2 separate regions of the Mus musculus genome follow, and region 2 is linked to region 1. The links are chromatin contacts, called in public promoter capture Hi-C maps. All regions are on one chromosome and are shown on one strand. The core of a region is the stretch at or near the end of the contact, and the rest is flanking DNA. Distances in the headings are between cores, read along the strand shown. Region 1 holds the start of Unc13a (unc-13 homolog A). Region 2 holds the start of Rab3a (RAB3A, member RAS oncogene family).

Region 1 (5,199 bases), core at 2,239-4,738:
TGTATATGTGTGTGTGTTCCCCATCACGTCCCCAGAGTCACTGCCGCGTCACATCCCGCCACCTCCCAGTGCTGGGGTCAGCGGGCGGAAGTGCCTGGTCTGCTCAGCTATTTATAGCGCACCGAGGCTGCTAGCGATTCAGGTTCTGGCATCGATTCAGGTTCTGTCGCCTTTCACGGCCTCAGTTTCCCCGCTGCCCCTCCTTTTGATCCCTTGTCACCCGCACTATTTTTATTCTCTGGCTGGCAGCCTCGGATACTCAGATCCGTTTTCTGATTAAAGACTGTCTAGGGGAGACTTGTCCATATCCATAGGGTAGGGTGGGGAACCTGGTCACCAGGGAAGCATCTAGAAGGGCACAGGGCATACTAAGCAAGGCCACCAGACCTTCAAGGAGCCATGGATGACAACAGTAAGATGCTAGCTGCTGCCTGGGCACCGGGGATGGACAAAGCCAGGGCTGTCACCCTCCATCCTACAGTAACATGAAGGAGACAGGAGGCAGCACAGACAGTCGCAGGGGGCAGGTCCCTGTTGCTGGATAGTGTCAGCTGTAGGGCAGCTGGGAACTGCGTTTTGCAAAGGATTCTGGGAGAGGAGGAAGGAAACAGACCGTGGAGGTCAGGCACCTCACTGAAGGACCCTGACCCAACCTTCTTGCCCAGCCCACAGTTAGCCAGGGAGTCCTCTCCCTGCTGTGTGTTTCTAGGCAAGTGGATGAACCTCTCTGGGGCTCAGTTTTCCTCGTCTGTGTAGTGGGGTTACTATGATGGACGGGCAGGTTCAACTCTGGTACTATTCAAGTTTCAAGACAAATTTATACCCACACCCCAGCTCTCTCTCTCTCTCTCTCTCTCTCTCTCTCTCTCTCTCTCTCATAGTGATTGTTTGTGTTTGTAGATCTTTTTCTTTTTCTTTTTTTTCTATCTTTGGAGACAGGGTTTCTCTCCATAGCCCCAGCTGTCTTGGAACTCACTCTGTAGACTAGGCTGGCCTCAAACTCAGAGAGATCCACCTGCCTCTGTCTCCCAGGTACTAGGATTAAGGTGTATACCACCATGCCCGGTTAAAATATATCTTTTTTTTTTTTTAAATGGAGGAAAGAGCTGTAAGCTAGCTACTATGAAAAAACTAAAACCTGAGTCAGATCCCCTAGAGAGTCAGACTGGATTTGTCTTTTGTAACCGCAGCTCTAGGGAAGCAGGAACAAATGGATCCTGGGATCCCCTGGCCAGCCAATCTGTGTGCTCAGTTTCAGTAAGAGAGTCTGTCTCAACAAAGTGGGAGATGCCTCAGCAGACTTCTTGCCACCAAACCTAATGGCCGAGGCATCTGGGATCTACACAGTGGAGGAGGGAGAGAGCAGACACCCCAAATTGTTTTTTTGACCTCCTCATACCTACATACAGTCAGGTGAGATCACAGGTCTAAGATGTACGTAGTGTATCTGCCTGTGACCAAGTGTGTTTCAGGAGGTGTGGTCAAGTATGTGCCTGTGTTGAGATGGGAAGGGATATTTTTTCCTACATTTTCCTCTGTATGTGTGACAAGGCTTGTTTAGCCCCGGCTGGCCTCAACTCCTGAGTCCCTGCCGATGCCTCCCAAGTTCTGAGGTGATTGGCATGTGCTGACAGGTTTGATGTATGCAGTGCTGGGGATGAAACACAGGCCTTTGTGCATCCTGGGCATCACTGTTTGAACTGAGCTATGAGCACTGTACCAACTGAGCTGCAAGCACTATACCAACCGAGTTATGAGCACTGTACCAACTGAGCTATGAGCACTGTAGCAAGCACTATGCATACTGAGCCTCAGCTCCTGCCTATCTATGTGTATATACTAAACGTTCCTTAGCATCCTGTGTGTACAATCTAGATCTGTATCTGCAACATGGAAGCTTCCATTGCAGAGGAGCCTGGAGCCCCCATATATCCAATGGCAGCCCTAGCCATAAAGCGTCCGTGGGGAGGGTCGTGGGTGGTTGGAATGAAGGTGTTCCCTGACTGTGAGGGTGAGTTCAGGTCCACTGGACACCTCCAGGCCCAGCTTTACCACGCCCAGCGCCCCACTCAGGCCCCACCTGCACCTCCCTACCTCTCTGCCTGTTTCCTCTCCCCAGAGCCCTACCCTTCATTCCCTGTTCTGCCCACCATGGTATCCAGGGAATTCAGTACAAATGTCTCCTGGGCCTGGCTTTCTGGAAGCCTCCTTTCTTAGGCTGCACGCCCTCCACCCCCACAGCTGAGCCTCCGGTTTGCGTCAGAGTTGGGGTGACGCGCCCCCCCCCCCCCGCCCCAGGAGGCAGGATGGGAGGACACGGGATTCAGGGAGCTCCCGAGGTGAGGATCCCCTTCACGTTCAGCTCCGCTTACTTCCCAGGTCTGGAAGCCGCGGATACCCAGTAATCCTGGGCAGTCGGAACCTTCGAGGCACAGGGTCAGAGAAAAGAGTTCCTGCTCCTTTAAGAACACCCGCGTCCAACAGACTAGAGCGATGCACCGCGGGGCGCGGGCGGGCTGGGCCGGGTTTGTGAATGGAGCAGCGAGCGGAGGGGGAGGGGGGGACAGGGAGGGGGAGGGGCAGAGGGGCGGGGCCATCTAGGGCTACACAGCCGCGGAGCTCAAATCCGCACACCGCCGCCCAGGTCTCCCGCCGCCTGGGTTCTGAGGGGATGGAGACTCGCCCTCTTCCTTACACAGCTTCCTGGAGGTGGGAAGGGGAAAGGGAGTAGGGGGTTCACCCCCCACCCTCCAAACCTAGAGCTCACAACGGTATCGGCACGCATCGCTACATGGCCAGTCGGTCGCCCAAGGTCTCCCGCTGTAGAGTTACCTGGCAGCCGTGCCTAGCCCCACCCGGAACTTCGAGGGGTGCAGGGGTCACACCTCTCCCGTTATTCCCTCCCTACTCTCCAAATGCGGAGCGTGGGCCTGGGCGTGGGCCTCGGTGCAGATGGCGTTTTGGCCCCAAAATAGCTGCTCCCCCACATCTCCTTCCCTTCCTCCAGCCCTAGGGGTGAGGCGAAGAGGGAGCCACGAGCTTCCGCGGAGCCTGCTGCACTGTTTAGGGCATACTGGGGATCGGAGAGGTTGCTCCTACGCTCAGTCCGGGCCCATTACCCCTAAACGCCCCACCCTCGCGCGCACGGTCCGCCGTCTCCTCAGCCCCAACCAGGGCCTATAAACCGTCTACACAGGCGCCCCGAGTCCCTCATCCACTCGTGTGAGTGACAGGAAGAGCACCTAGGGCTGATCCAAGTGCGCCCTGAAGCGCGCACCGGGGGTCCCCCTGCTGTGCAGCCCGACTCGGCTCATCCACGCACACCCCGCACTTTTCCCGCGTCCACGCAGAACCTACCTCCCACGCACAGCAGAGACATGACTCCAGGCGGCTAGAGCGCGGCGGGTGCAGCGCGGGGCTCAGGGCTTATGCCGGGGCCCGGCCGCCGGCCATGTCGCTTCAGCACCGGGGGCGCGGACAGCGCCTGACGCGCTCTGACGCTGCGGCGTGGGCGGAGCCGGAGACGCGTGACGGGGCGGGGCCGGGCAGACGCCTTAAAGGGCTCGTAAACTGCGGGGAGTCCAGGCCAGGTCGTATCTGTTTCAAAGCCCTTTGCTTTCTGGCTCAGCCTCGATGAGTATTTCTGTCCGTGCTCCACCTACCTAGGTCTCCACGTTTCTATTTCCTCTCTGAGCCACCTAACCTGTGCTCTTGTTTTACATTCTCCTGGGTAACAGAACTGCTATTTGCTGTCAATTCCCCATCTTCAGTGCCGCAGGAAGCTGTTTGTTTATTGGTTTTTTTGTTTGTTTTTTAATCCGGGTACTGACACTTGCGAGACATGTGCCTTACCTTCCCCGTATGAGGCATATACTCTACCACAGGCACATATCTCTGCCCATTTTATAACTTTACTTCTTGCGGGCCATGGACGTAATAGATCTCTGCGAGTCTGTGGCCATCCTAGTCTGCATAGTGAGATTCTATCTCTAAAAACCAAAACAAACAAAAAACACACGTTTATTGGGTCTGGAGAGCTGCCCAGAGGTTAAGAGCACCAGCTGGTCTTCCAGAGACCCCAGCCTTCTGTTCCTCGCACCCACATGGTAGCTCCCAACCATCCACAGACATGCACAGAAAGCAAAATAAATCTAAAATTTTTTTTATACATTACATTGTTTATGTGTGTAGAAATGAGGCACACACATATCACAGCGCCCATGGAGATCAGAAGGCAACTTTCCAGACTTGATTCTCTTTCCACTATGTGGGTTCCAGGAATAGAATTCATGGCTTCAGGCTTGGCAGGAGGAGCTCACTGGGATATTGTGCAGAGCTTCTTGATTTTTTTCCATGTGTGGAATGTGTGTGTGTGTGTGTGTGTAAGACAGAGTTTGCATGTGCCTGTGTGTGCATGTGAGTATGTTTGTGTGTGTCCATGTGTCTGTGTGTGTGAGTGTGTCTGTATGTGTCTATGTGAGTGTGTTTGTGCTTGTGTGTCTGTGTCTGTATAAGTGTGTGTGTATGAGTGTGTCTGTATGTGTTTATGTCTGAGTGTGTGTTTGTGTATCTGTGTGTCTGAGTGTATGTGTCTGTATCTGATAGTGTGTGTGTATGTGAGTGTGTCTGAGCACACACACCTGTGCATGTAAGCCCAGTGAACAACCCTGGATGCTGTTCCTCATGCACAGGTCACTTATTCATCATTGTAGCTGTTGGTAGCAGTGTCTTACTGGCCCTAAGCTCACAGCTTAGACTGGCAGCTCCTGGAGAAGGGCCTGGAGGTATGTATCAGCAGCTCCTCCTGTAGGCTTTGGAGACAGAATGGCGGCCACCCTGGCACCTCCACTTCCCTTAGGCACCTCAGGAGCATGGTAGCTACCCAGCCATCTTCACAGCCCTCTGCTGCTCTAATTAAAATTTATTTGCATTTATTTTACATTTGTGACTGTTCTGCTTGTATGTCTGTGTCCCACCTCAGTGCTTGGTGCCCACACAGGCCAGGAGAGGGTGTCAGGTCACTGACACAGGGGTTGCAGTGGTGCTGAGCCACCTTGTGGGTGCTAGGAATCAAACTTGGGTCCTCTGGAGGAGCCAGTACTCCTAACCACTGAGATGCTCAATTCCCCTGCCCCCTTCCCCCTTTGCAGAGTGACCTTCATGCTTGCTCACATGCTGAGCTAATTATGTGTTGGTGTA
Region 2 (5,604 bases), core at 2,495-4,994, 920 kb before region 1:
ACAGGGTTTCTCTGTGTAGCCCTGGCTGTCCTGGAACTCACTCTGCAGACCAGGCTGGCCTCGAACTCAGAAATCCACCTGCCTCTGCCTCCCAAGTGCTGGGATTAAAGACATGTGCCACCACCACTGTGTGGCCTGAAATGGGATCTGATGCCCTCTTCTTTTGTGTCTGAAGAAAGCAATGGTTACTCACATATAATAAATAAATAAATCTTTAAAAAAAAAAAAGTAGCTGGAGTGTGGCTAAGGGGTGGAGCTTCTGCCTAGAATTGCCCAATGAGGGGCTTGGGGTGTGGCTCTGGTAACAGAGCTTTAGCTTTTGGGAAGTCCTGAGTTCCATTTCTATCACTGCAAAAATAGAATAAATAGAAGAGCACTGCAGGCCTCAGTCTTCCCGTCAATGAGGATCCCTGTCTCTGACAAGATTGGGCTTCTCAAACCAGAGTGCCGGCACACCTCTCTTCACCATAGGCGTTCCCTAGTCAGGGTTCTCTAGAGTCACAGAATTTATGGGTATTCTCTATATAGTAAAGGAATTTATTGATGACTTAGAGTCTGCAGTTCAACTCCCAACAGTGGTCAGCAGCAGCTGTGAATGGAAGTCCAAGGATCTAGCAGTTGCTCAGTCCTACACGGCAAGCAGGTGAAGGAGAGAAAGCCTTCCTTCTTCCAATGTCCTTATGTAGGTCTCCAGCAGAAGGTGTAGCCCAGATTAAAGGTGTGTGCCACCACACCTTTAATCACAGATGACCTTGAACTCAGAGATTTCCCTGTTTTTGTTTTTTTTTTAAAGATTTATTTATTTATTATATGTAAGTACACTGCAGCTGTCTTCAGATGCACCAGAAGAGGGTGTCAGATCTCATTACGGATGGTTGTGAGCCACCATGTGGTTGTTGGGATTTGAACTCAGGACCTTCGGAAGAGCAGCGGTACTCTTAACCACTGAGCCATCTCTCCAGCCCATGAGATCTCCCTGTCTTAATCTTCTGGAAGCCATAGCCACTATGTCTTAAGATCTCCATACCAAGATCCAGATCAGAAACTTCTATCTCCAAGCCTCCAGATTAGGGTCACTGGTGAGCCTTCCAATTCTGGATTGTAGTTCATTCCAGATATAGTCAAGTTGACAACCAGGAATAGCCGCGACACCTACTCATTCTCTTGTGTGGAAACTGAGTCATAACTAGTCCCTCAGAGCTTATATACTAAGAGTGGGCACTGGTGCCCCCTGGCGGTATGACTGATTCCCTGTTTGTTTTCCAAACAGTTCTTTGGCCGTTTTGAGACAAGGTCTCATGGTCTCAAGTTCTAATGTCAGACTTGTTTGCCGCAGAGGATGACACTAACGTTATTTTCTTGCCTCCACCATTCGAGTGCTTGGCTGGGGTAACAGGCATGTGCCATGGGGGGGGGGGGGTCCCTCTCTTTCCCTTTTCCTTTTTCCCTCTGAGCCTGTAACTCTGCACCTGACCAAGGCCTCCAAGGAGCCAGAGTGGCAGGCGACTTCCTCTGTAAATATTATGACTCGGGCTATTCATCCCCAGGAGGCACAAAAGGCCATCTGGGGTCACACACTGGAACATTTCCTTCTTCCTTCCAGATGTCTTAAGAGGCGACCCTTAGAGATTTCTTGTTAAACAAAGTCATGTGTGTTCACTGTGGGAGAATTTGGAAGTCACACAAACCTGATGACGTGAGTTCCATTCCTAGGACTTGTGCTGGAAGGAAAGAACTGACTTCCTAGGTTGTCCTGTGACACTCCCCTCTTTCCAACACAAATAAATGAATATAACTTAGAAAGATTTGAGGAACAGCTTCCCTCTGTCCCTTCTTCTGCCTGTGCTCTTGTTTGCCCAGGCCTTTAACACACTTGCTTCATTCTTCCAGACAGCTGTGCTGTCCTCTCTGGGGAGCCTCAAACTCAGAAATTCCCAAGTGCTGTGTAATTAAAGGTTTCTGTTACCATGCCAGCAGTTTCCCCGCACACGTTTATAGTATGAAACAGGGTCTCACTTTGTGATCCAGGATGATAAAGAACTCAACAACCCTCCTGCCTCAGCTTTCCAAGTGTTCCGATGAAGCCTTGCCACCTACTGAGCTACCAGCACAGTTCTCCTGGAGCCCTTGCTTGGTGGTGGAAGCAAATGGGTTCCTCCCCTAACCTTATCCCTTCGGAATAAATCCAAATCAGGCTCCAGTGTCCCAGGCTCCTCCTGCACCCTTTCTGTCCTCAAACCCGGTCCCGGTCCCCACAGTAGCCTCCGCGTGGGCCCGGAGCTCGCTAAGTAACAAACTGATGGTCACTTTGTGTCTCTGCATGAAGTGCAGGGGAAGCAGGAAATAAGCTTCCTCCAGCGGCCCCGGATTGGGCGGGGCTCCAGGCTCCTCGCGGGGGTGGACGAGCATCCAGGCGACAAGTTATTCTGGTCCATTGGCGCCTCCGCAGCTGGCGGGGAGGTCTATAAACAGGGCCAGGACACGTTCCCAGTTCTGCTTCCTGTGGGAATGGAAGCGATGGGGACCCTGCCCGGCCGCACGGAGAGGAAGAATAGGATAGACCCCAGATTCCCACCTTGACAGGCAGATTTGCAGGAATGAGTCGTGTGTATCATAGCGGCTTGGAAGTCTGCATTTCTGCGCCCACCTTCCTGAGACACAGGGTTACCCGGGTCCCAGTGTCCATATCGTAAAGGGCGTTGGGCAGCTACTCTTGAATCTTCTCTGCTTCCTTGGTCTTTCATTACAATTTTGGAAGACTTATGGGTCAGGATACTTCTGAGCCCTAAGTGCGCAAGGAAGCAAGGGGTTCTCTGGGGACTCATCAGACCCTTTTCTCTTTGCACAGACCGGATTTTCTCCTTTATTTCTTTGAGGCAGGGTTTTATGTGGATCAAGCTGACTTTAAGACACTATGTAACTGAGGATCACCTTGGACTTCTGCTTCTCCCCTCCTTCCCTTCTCCTCCCAGTGCAGAGAACAGGAGCCTGGATCAACCCAGGTCTTTGTGATGCAGGTTCCCCACCAAACTGAGAATTATCCTCAGCCCATCAAAAAACAGTTCTTTCTTTCTTTCTTTTTTTAAAAATTATTTATTTATTTGCTTGTTTATTTTGTTTTTTGAGACAAAGTTTCTCTTCATAGTCCTGCTGTCCTGGAACTCACGTTGTAGACCAGGCTGGCCTCGAACTCACAGAGATCTGCCTCCATCTCCCTTCTGAGTGCTGGGACTAAAAATTCTGTGTGGTCTTTAATGAGTTTTTTGAGCCCTAAAATGTAATCAAGATGTATGCCTGCCAATCCAACACTTGTGAGGTGCAGGCGGGAGGATCAAGAGTTCAAGATCAGCCTCTGCTACTTGGCAAGTTCGAGACCAGCTTGTTACTTGAGACCATTTCTCAAAACAAAACCTAAACTCCTGAGTGCTTCACGTCTCAAAAGCAAGGACTTCTAACCACAAGTTTCCAACCAGAGCTAGGTCCTGGCCTCAGCCTCTCCGCCCTTCAAACACCTAGCAGTCACCATTGGGCCTCTAAAGACGTAGGAATCGCTGATTTGATATTCGGTCCGTCGCTCGAGAGCATCAGCCAATGGAAACTTCATGCCTCCCTAGAGCCCCGTCTTCCAGTGGCTTACCAGGCCCTGCCCCTCTTCTGCCGGCGCAGGCCAGTGTGGTCCCGCGGCTGTCGATGCAGTCCCTCCCCTAACGTCACAGCTTCGTTTGCATAGAAAGCCCCGCCCCTGGCTTTGCAGGACGTCAGCTAGGACTGCAGGGGCCTGAGCCTCCTCCGCTGCCGCCTGCAGCCCCCGCCGCCGCCTGCATCCCCCGCATCCTCTTCTGGGGCCCGGTCGCCAGCGCAGTCGCCACGGTCGCCGTCGCCAGCGTTGTCTCAGCTTAGAGAGGGTAAGGGTGAGCGCAACCCAGGTCCACACACTGAGGAGCCCGCGTTTCACTGACAGCTGGGGGATCAAGGGGAGCGCAACTCGGGTGTAGTGGCTATGGGTCTCGCATTTGGCATTCTTGGTCCCGCATCCCGCACCCCTCGCCCTTAACCTGGCACCTGGGGCCCGGGCTCTGCGACAGAGGGGGAGGGGAAAGCCAGGCCTTGCGGGAGGCTTGTGCGTGCTCGTGCTCGTGGGGTGAACACGCGTGTGCGCGCCCGCTGGGCATGGAGAGGCTCGAGTGACCGCAGGACGCGCAGCGTGCACACTTGTGATACGTTGTGCGTGCATGGTCCGCGTGCGCGGTGCGCGTGGATCTTAGTTCAAGTATGTGCTCACACGCGTGTGGAGCCATGCGCGTGTGTGGTGTGTCCTCCCGGATGGCCAGGTACAGTCGTGCATTGGTGCAGGGAGCTGTGCTCACACATGGGCTTGCACACACCATACATGTCTGCTTGTTTCGCCTGTTAGCACCACTCTTGCATGCAGGGCAGGTGTTTGGGTCTGCCTGCCCTAGATGCTTCATTGTGCTTGTGTGTGTGTGTGTGTGTGTATGCGTGCGCGCTCTTGTGCTCGCGATTTTGTGTGTGTGAGCCTACGTTCATCCTGTCTTCGTCACGTGATGTGGCTATCTCAGGGCCCCAGTTCTTGCAGGAGAAAAATAAGGATGAGCGAGAACTGGGGATCCTCCTGTATTCATGTTCCGGTGTGGGTCTCTGTGAGAGACTGATGGGAAGGCAGAGGAGGCTCAGTCTTCCCTCAGGGTACAGGGGAATCTGAGGTTCACAGCCTGCTTAAAACCTTGGTGCTGTCAAGGTCACAGCTCTGCCTTATGTTGGTTGGGGGGGTTGAGCATGTGACATTGGGGGGTATCCTCACCTACCCCTGTGCCGTGCCCACCCTGTGCGTGGTCCTGATGCTCCCCTCAGGCCCTCTGTGCCACGCCTCCCGCAGATGGCTTCCGCCACAGACTCTCGCTATGGGCAGAAGGAGTCCTCAGACCAGAACTTCGACTATATGTTCAAGATCCTGATCATTGGGAACAGCAGCGTGGGCAAAACCTCGTTCCTCTTCCGCTACGCAGATGACTCCTTCACTCCAGCCTTTGTCAGCACCGTTGGCATAGACTTCAAGGTCAAAACCATCTACCGCAACGACAAGAGGATCAAGCTGCAGATCTGGGTGTGTAGGGCTGGAGGGGAGATGTCTTCCTGCCAACCCCCACAAAAGGAAGCTGAGGCTAGCCATCGGCTGGCGCTGGGATTTAAGGCCTGCATCTCCATCCCAGTATGAGCTTCCCGTTTTCCTAAGTCCCGAGCATCCCCACTCATCTTCTAGCATAGTGTGGCACAGGGCATTCAGGCAGCACCCAGTACATGTTTGTTGAGTGACTAAGTGGCCTTGCAGTGACCCATTTGGGTCACTGTCTGCTTTTCCTGACCCACTGTCCCCGGGCCTCAAAGTGGTTGCTGGACAACCTTGGAGCACGTTTTTCTCTCGGGGGCTGCTGCGAGGTCCCTTCTGACCTATCCCTCTTTTCCCCAGGACACAGCAGGGCAAGAGCGGTACCGCACCATCACCACAGCCTATTACCGAGGCGCCATGGGCTTCATCCTAATGTATGACATCACCAATGAGGAGTCATTTAATGCAGTGCAGGA

Evidence for each region. Promoter capture Hi-C pulls out the DNA fragments that hold promoters and counts their contacts.
Region 2: a promoter capture Hi-C map of embryonic stem cells shows a contact between it and region 1, with 3 times the contacts expected there. The contact joins the promoter of Rab3a here to the promoter of Unc13a in region 1. A contact is called at or near these places in 4 of 39 promoter capture datasets (the HPC-7 cell line, embryonic stem cells and hippocampal neurons), 5 of 115 datasets of contacts at active chromatin or transcription factors (bone marrow-derived dendritic cells, embryonic forebrain, embryonic stem cells and 2 more) and 1 of 9 other capture datasets (embryonic stem cells).

The regions. Positions count from the first base shown.
Region 1 is chr8:71,668,269-71,673,467 of GRCm38.p6, forward strand. It overlaps Unc13a (unc-13 homolog A), which reads right to left and starts at 3,489. Exons shown (of 44, transcript NM_001029873.2): 1 at 3,358-3,489. The coding sequence starts at 3,379.
Region 2 is chr8:70,750,959-70,756,562 of GRCm38.p6, forward strand. It overlaps Rab3a (RAB3A, member RAS oncogene family), which reads left to right and starts at 3,745. Exons shown (of 5, transcript NM_009001.7): 1 at 3,745-3,905; 2 at 4,898-5,125; 3 at 5,489-5,604. The coding sequence starts at 4,898. It overlaps Pde4c (phosphodiesterase 4C, cAMP specific), which reads left to right. Exons shown (of 17, transcript NM_001310465.1): 17 at 1-228.